Linked DNA regions of Pan troglodytes: region 1 is linked to region 2. The links are chromatin contacts, called in public Hi-C maps. All regions are on one chromosome and are shown on one strand. The core of a region is the stretch at or near the end of the contact, and the rest is flanking DNA. Distances in the headings are between cores, read along the strand shown.

Region 1 (3,720 bases), core at 985-3,484, 390 kb before region 2:
GCCAGGATGGTCTCAATCTCTCCATCTCGTGATCTGCCCGTCTCGGCCTCCCAAAGTGCTGGGATTTCAGGTGTGAGCCACTGGGCCCGGCTGGCTTTTCTTTTTTTTTTAACTCTTTGCTGTCACTGCCTTGATGTTTGGTAAAGCATCAGCGGTTTTACCCATCATTGCTATGGCACCAACAGTGGAAATGGCAATAATATGTAAACATTACCACAAAAACTAATTTTAGCCTCGGAGACCCCCTATGGTCTGTGGACATCCTGAGAAACAGGACCCTAACCAAACTAGAATATGCTAAAATCACACGTTATGTCCACAACTCCAAGCTGTTCATGTCACTCGTGTCTGGGGAATTCCCACTCATCTTTCCAAGTCTAGCCAAGTGTCACTTTCCAGTGGGTCCCTGACACACAACCTCCAGCACCGCTCCCCTCCTTTAGAGATCTGTTCCCTCAATGCTTACCCTCTTTATAACTTCCACCATATATACTCATTTACAGAATACATCCACTGCCATTCTGATCCCCCATGCCCCAAGCTCACTGTAACACCCTAAGGTCAATAACCACATCTTATAATCAATTAATCCAATCAGCACCACCCTATGAACTCTGAGATTTTAGGCAAAACAGTGACAAGAAACCTAATCATATATTGTCAGAGAAATAATCTGACAACCTCTCCAGTCAGATCAACTCTATATTATTATTTTTCTGAAGCAATCCTCCTAAAATATAATTGACAACCTGGGCAACAGAGCAAGACGCTGTCTCTACAAAAAATAATTTTAGACCAAGCACTGGCTCATGCCTGTAATCCCAGCACTTTGGGAGGTCGAGCTGGGTGGATTACCTAAAGTCGAGAGTTCCAAACCAGCCTAGCCAACATGGTGAAACCCCGTCTCTACTAAAAATACAAAAATTAGACGGGCGTGGTGGCAGGTGCCTGTAATCCCAGCTACTCGGGAGGCTGAGGCAGGAGAATTACTTGAACCCCAGAGGCGAAGGTTGCAGTGAGCCAAGATTGCGCCATTGCACTCCAGCCTGGGCGACAGGGCAAAACTCTGTCTCGAAATAACAATAATAATAATTTTTAAAAGTTAGGCGGGCGTGATGGCCTCCCCCTGGAGTCCCAACTTCTCAAGAGGCTGAGGCGGGAGGATCGGTTGAGCCCGGGAGGTGGAGGCTGCTACGACTGCATCAATGCACTCCAGCCAGGGCAGCAGAACAAGACCCCATCTCAATAACAAAACAAAAAAAAGCAAAAAAGCACGCTTTTCGTGCATGTATAAACAGTGCTTCTTCATACTCAAACTCTTAGCTCTATAGCTCTGATCTGCAGAGAATTTCAAAAACCAAGCCACAGCTAGTTATTTGGCCAACAGCAAATAGGCTGAACCACAGAAAACGGTCCAATGAGCCATTTCATAGGGTTCGCCCTCATAAAAATTACAAGGGGGAGAAAGAAAAGCGACGCGGGTGGAGTGAAACGGCATGAAACGGGGACAAGATGAAGTTAAAAACGGCTCACCTGTCATTCCAATCGTCCCCTCGACGTCTTTCATCTCTCTCGCGGGAACGGTCGTAGTCGCTGCGCTCTCTTCTGAACTTGTCCCTGCGCCTTCGATCGTACTCGTCATCACTGTCACCCATGGCACGGTCTGAGGGGGCCTGGGGACCGGGGAGAGGCGGTCGGAGTGGTGCAAAACGACGAGCGGAGGAAGGGACCGTCCCTCGCGGGCAGCTCGCCCGCTTCCCTCCCGCCAAGGCCAGCCCTCCGCGGCCCCCACCATCCTAGGCCTGAGGACGCGGCTCCAACGCCTCCACTCGCCCCGAGGTTCTCCGCGCCCGCCCCCGTGGACCCCGGTTCCTCTCCCGCCCCAGCGGGGCCCCCCAGGCTCCTCCCCTCCCCCACCTTGGTGCGGCCGCGGCCGTTGGACTCGCGCTCGGACGGGCTAGATTTCAGGGCGACCTGGGTCGCGGGCGCGCGACGAGGGCTTCGAGGAGGGCGAGACCGAGACGGAGCTCTTGAGTAGAGGGCCGAAAAGAGGCGAACAAAAGTGGGACAACCGAGGATGGGCGGTAGCGCACGCAGCCCGCTCTGCGCCTGCGTCACCCACGCCTCCGAGGTACAAAGCTCCACCCTCGCGGCCGGAACTGGAACTAACAAACCGAGCGCGAAGGGCGGGGAGAGCAGGGCGTGATGGGAAAGGGGCGGGGATCTCGCAAGTCTCGCGCGGTTTTTCGAGACGATAACGGCTCGAGCGTTAGGAACTACGGGACCTCGGCTGGGCCAAGCGCGGCCTCGGGAGACGAAGAAGCCCTCTGGGCGCGAAGGGAGAGCCGAAGTCGAGGATCGCGCGACCCCAGATGTGTCGGGGTCCTAAGACAGTTCTCATCCAGCCATGATCCCCCCACGGGCCTCCTGACCTCACCGGGGGTGATTTCGTCCCCTCCTCGGGCAGGGCGTGGGCTTGGGAAGCGCGGGCGCTTAGGGGATGGAAGGTGGAAGCAACCATTTTAAAGCATCGTATCCCACCATTTTCTGCTCCAAATATCCAGCCAAAATTGGGTCCCACAGTGCGCACTAAATGCAAAGTCCGCCGTTCCTGCTTTTCCTCGACAAAGACGCCCCATCTTTAAGTAAAATTGGCAGATCTCAGTCTTAACCCCGCTCAGTATTTGGATGAAATAGGCTGTAAGTTAACGCCCTAAACAGAGTATGGACCGCCCAGATTCAATGGATTACCACCCCCGGGAGTAACACCAAGGCCCCTCTCAGTGAATTGAGTGTGAGACTTAATAGGAAGACCAGCTGAGATGGCTCACGCCTGCAATCCCAGCGCTTTGGGAGGCCGATGTGGGAGGATCACTTGAGCCCAGGAGTTGGAGACCTGCCTGGGCAACATAGCAAGACCCCTTTACAGAATATTTAGGGCCAGGCACATTGGCTCACACCTGTGATCCCAGCACTTGGGAAGGTCGAGGAGGGAGGACTTAAGCCCAAGAGTTCAGGACTAGCCTGGGCAACATAGCAAGATCCCATCTACACACAAAAAAATAATAACTGGGCTTGGTGGGATGCCCCTGTGGTCCTAGCTACTGGGGAGGCTAAGCCAGGAGGACTGTTTGAGCCCAGGAGTTCAGGGCTGCAGTGAGCCTTGATTGCACCACTGCACTCTAGCCTGGGGAACAGAGTGAGGCCCTGTCTCAAAATAGATACATAGAGGAAATCTTGCCTCCTCCCTGAGGCGTGCTTGCTCCCAGCACTGAGAGGAGGGTAGTGACGGACTACAAGAGTTGTCAAAAAAAACTGGACCTGAGTCAAAAAGACCCAGGTTCCACCATTTAAGAACCATGCAATCTGGGGGAGTCACCTCTCAGCTCTGACATCCTCACATGTAAAAATGCAGACAGTGGCCAAGGGCGGTGGCTCACGCCTGTAATCCCAGCACTTTGGTTGGGTGAAGCGGGCAGATCACTTGAGGTCAGGAGTTCAAGACCACCCTGACCAAGGTGGTGAAACCCCGTCTCTACTAAAAATACAAAATTAGCCAGGCGTGGTGGCGAGCGCCTGTAATCCCAGCTACTCAGGAGGCTGAGGCAAGAGAATCACTTGAACCTGGGAGGCAGAGGTTGCAGTGAGCCGAGATGGCGCCACTGCATTCCAGCCTGGGTGACAGAGCCAGACTCCGTCTCAAAAAAAAAGAAAAAAAAT
Region 2 (3,656 bases), core at 513-3,012:
GAGAATGGCGTGAACCCGGGAGGTGGAGCTTGCAGTGAGCCGAGATAGAGCCACTGCACTCCAGCCTGGGCGACAAAGCAAGACTCCGTCTCAAAAAAAAAAAAAAAAAAAAAAAAAAGAGGGGTTAGAAATTTCGCTGAGGCCAGGCACCATGGCTCACGCCTGTAATGTCAGCTCTTTGGGAGGCCCAGGTGGGAGTATCATTTGAGGCCAGGAATTCGAGACCAGCCTGGGCAACATAGTAATACCCTGTCTCTACGAAAACTAAAAAATTAGCCAGGTATGGTGGTATACACCTGTGGTCCCAGCTACTAGGGAGGCAGAAGCAGGAGGATCACTTGAGGCCGGGAGTTCAAGACCACCCTGGGCAACATTGCAAGATCCCCATCTCTACCAAAAAAAAAAAAATTTTTTTAAAGAAATTTAGCCAGGCGTAGTAGTGTGTGTCTGTGGTCCCAGCTACTTGGGAGGCTGAGGCAGGAGCATGGCTTGAGCCCAGGAGTTCCAGGCTGTGGTGAGCTATGATCGCACCACTGCACTCCATCCTGGGCAACAGAGAGAGAGAGAGACCCTGTCTCTAAAAAAAAAGGCGGGGGCAGGTTGGGGGAAAGGGGAATAGTATAACATCTAGGATTTGATTTCAAATAGTCCAGCAAAATACAGCTGGCCCCCACACAATGTCATTTCATTGAATGTCATTTCATTATAACATTGATGATTTTCTAAAAATTGATTTTGGGCTGGGACCACCATCTGTGTGGAGTTTGCATGGTCTCCCCATGTCTGCATGGCATGTTTGAAAATTTTCATAATAATAATCCACTTTTTTTTTTTTTTTGAGACATGGTCTCACTCTGTTGCCCAGGCTGGAGTGCAGTGGCACAATCTTGGCTCACTGCATCCTCAACCTCCTGGGCTCAAGAGATCCTCCTGCCTCACAGCCTCCTGAGTAGCTGGGACTACAGGTATACATCACCACACTCAGTTTTTTGTTTTTTTTTTTTAAGATGGAGTCTCACTCTGTCGCCAGGCTGGAGTGCAGTGGCGTGATCTCGACTCACTGCAACCTCCGCCTCCCAGGTTGAAGTGATTCTCCTGCCTCAGCCTCCCAAGTAGCTGGGACTACAGGTGCCCGCCACCACACCTGGCTAATTTTTGTATTTTAAGTAGAGACGGGGTTTCACCATGTTGGCCAGGATGGTCTCAATCTCTTGACCTCGTGATCCGCCCGCCTCAGCCTCCCAAAGTGCTAATTTTTTAAATTTTTTGTAGAGATGGGGATCTCGTTATATTGCCCAGGCTGGTCACGAACTCCTGGGCTCAAGCGATCCTCCCACCTTGGAGTAGCTGGAATTATAGGTGCACATCACCATGCCCAGCTATTTTTTTTTTTTATTTTTTGTAGAGATGGGGTCTTGCTATTATATTGTCCAAACTGGTCTCAAGCGATCCTCCTTCCTCGACCTCCCAAAGTGCGGAGATTACAGGCATGAGCCACCACCGGGATCCGGCAATAATCCACTTTTAAAAATAAGGAATGGGGGGAATAATGCAGTTGCTGTGAAAACCAAAGGAGAATGACAGTAACAGCCACAGCCGCCCCACAGCAGGGACTGGGAACTTCTGGGTGGGCATGCAGCACACCTCCCGGCCTGTGCCTTCTGTCTCTTCTGTGTGTCTCTAGGCCAATGGCAGCAATTGACTACAAGTAAGGGAATCCCTCGCCTCCCTGCAAGCTCCTCCCCTTTCTCCCCGAGCCCCGCCCTCTGCAGCCCCTCCCTGCAAGAGTGGGGCTAGGGCCCGGCAGGTGTGGGGTTAAGGGAGTCTGTTTGGGGCCCCCAGGAGCAGCAGCCTAAGCAGTGGCTGCAGCAACTGCAACAGCAGCGGCTGTGGCAGGCCTGGCCCCGGGCCAGCTGGCGGGAAGCCCCAGGAGGGAGGGAGGAGGAAGGGGAGGAAGAGGGGAAGGAGGAGGAGGAGGAGGAGAGAAGCAGTCAGCAGGCCCGAGGAGGCAGGACTTCCTGGTGTGGGGGTTGTCAACAGCCCAGAAAGAGAAAGACGGAGAGGCAGAGACCCAGGGGAGCCGAGGAGCGGAGACACGGACCCAGCAGGGTCACGCGGGAGGAGACTCGGGACACCCACTCGCTGGCTGCCACCCGGAGCAGAGGGGGGCTCGGCCGCCCCGTCCCACATCAGTCTCCAGACCCTTGGGGCTTCAGAGGCCGCTCCTAGGCTCCTCGGAGGAGGCGCGGGTTCCTTCTTTTCCGGAGAGCAAACTTTCCTCGGAGATGCCTGGCAGGATGAGCTGCGGCCCCCGGAGAGGACGGGACAGCCTCTGATCGCCGCCTGCGTGCCCCGCCACTGCCCATGGCCAGGAGGCCCCAGGGAACGGACAGCCCGACCTCTTAGGCGCCGGGACCCTCAGGCTCAGATCAGTGGCCGAGACCCCAGAGGTAGGGTTCAGGGCTGGGTGGGGCGCTGGGGGGTAGCCGGGCAGGGCCTGCCCCAGAGATGTGGGAGCTGGGGTGAGGGTGGGGGCTCGAGGCCCAGGAGAGGTCTCTCTGAGTGGCCGGGCCAGGCTGGGGAGCTGCTTCACCCTGGTTCTCCCAGGCCCTGGAGTCCGAGCTCTTGGGACAATACGGGCCCCCTGAGTCAGAATCCCAGGCGAGAAATGCCCAACTCTGGGACTCATCTGCCTCTTTCTACTCTGAGTGCCTTCTTGGATCCAGTCCCCTCTGCCCTGGTCTCTGTCATCTCTTGCCTGTCTCTGGGTCTCTGACGGTTTCCCCTTCCCCCACTCTGCTCCCCGGAGAGGAAGCCCCGGAGGTGGCCTGCCCACTGGTTTCTCTCACACACACACACACACACACTCTCTCTCTCTCTCTCCCTCTTTTTCCAGTTTGCAAACTCAGCTCTGGAGTTCAGCAGCAACAGCAGCAGGAAAAACCTGCCCCTGCTCCCCCCTCCCGCCACCTCCCCTCTCCTCTTCTCCCCTCACCCAGCAGGCACCCCCGGTTCCCGCCAGGCCCTCCTGCCATGTCGGACCCAGACGTCCCCAGGGGCTCGGATGTCCCCGCCATGTGGCCCCCTTGTTCCAGGGGTGCCTGAGCCCCTTCAAGGAGCCCCAACCCACCCCCAACCTTGGCCCAGCCCTGAGCCCCAGGGACCATGAGCGGGGGCAAGAAGAAGAGTAGTTTCCAAATCACCAGCGTCACCACGGACTATGAGGGCCCGGGGAGCCCAGGGGCTTCGGATCCCCCTACCCCACAGCCCCCAACTGGGCCCCCGCCCCGCCTGCCCAATGGGGAGCCCAGCCCCGATCCGGGGGGCAAGGGCACCCCCCGGAATGGCTCCCCACCACCTGGGGCCCCTTCCTCCCGTTTCCGGGTGGTGAAGCTGCCCCACGGCCTGGGAGAGCCTTATCGCCGCGGTCGCTGGACGTGTGTGGATGTTTATGAGCGAGACCTGGAGCCCCACAGCTTCGGCCGACTCCTGGAGGGAATTCGAGGGGCCTCAGGGGGCGCCGGGGGCAGATCTTTGGATTCCAGGTTGGAGCTGGCCAGCCTCGGCCTGGGCGCCCCCACCCCACAGTCAGGCCTGTCTCAGGGCCCCACCTCCTGGCTCCGTCCACCCCCCACCTCTCCTGGACCTCAGGCCCG

The links. Hi-C and Micro-C count contacts between places; a contact is called where the count stands out from the background.
Region 1: a contact with region 2 is called in a Hi-C map of stem cell-derived neural progenitor cells, with 5 times the contacts expected there. The contact joins the promoter of SRRT here to the promoter of TSC22D4 in region 2. A contact is called at or near these places in 1 of 7 Hi-C or Micro-C datasets (stem cell-derived neural progenitor cells) and 1 of 1 datasets of contacts at active chromatin or transcription factors (stem cell-derived excitatory neurons).

What each region holds. Positions count from the first base shown.
Region 1 is chr6:110,334,962-110,338,681 of NHGRI_mPanTro3-v2.0_pri, reverse strand. It overlaps SRRT (serrate, RNA effector molecule), which reads right to left and starts at 2,234. Exons shown (of 20, transcript XM_009453830.5): 1 at 1,918-2,234; 2 at 1,534-1,673. The coding sequence starts at 1,655.
Region 2 is chr6:109,941,856-109,945,511 of NHGRI_mPanTro3-v2.0_pri, reverse strand. It overlaps TSC22D4 (TSC22 domain family member 4), which reads left to right and starts at 1,762. Exons shown (of 5, transcript XM_519260.9): 1 at 1,762-2,450; 2 at 2,897-3,656. The coding sequence starts at 3,166.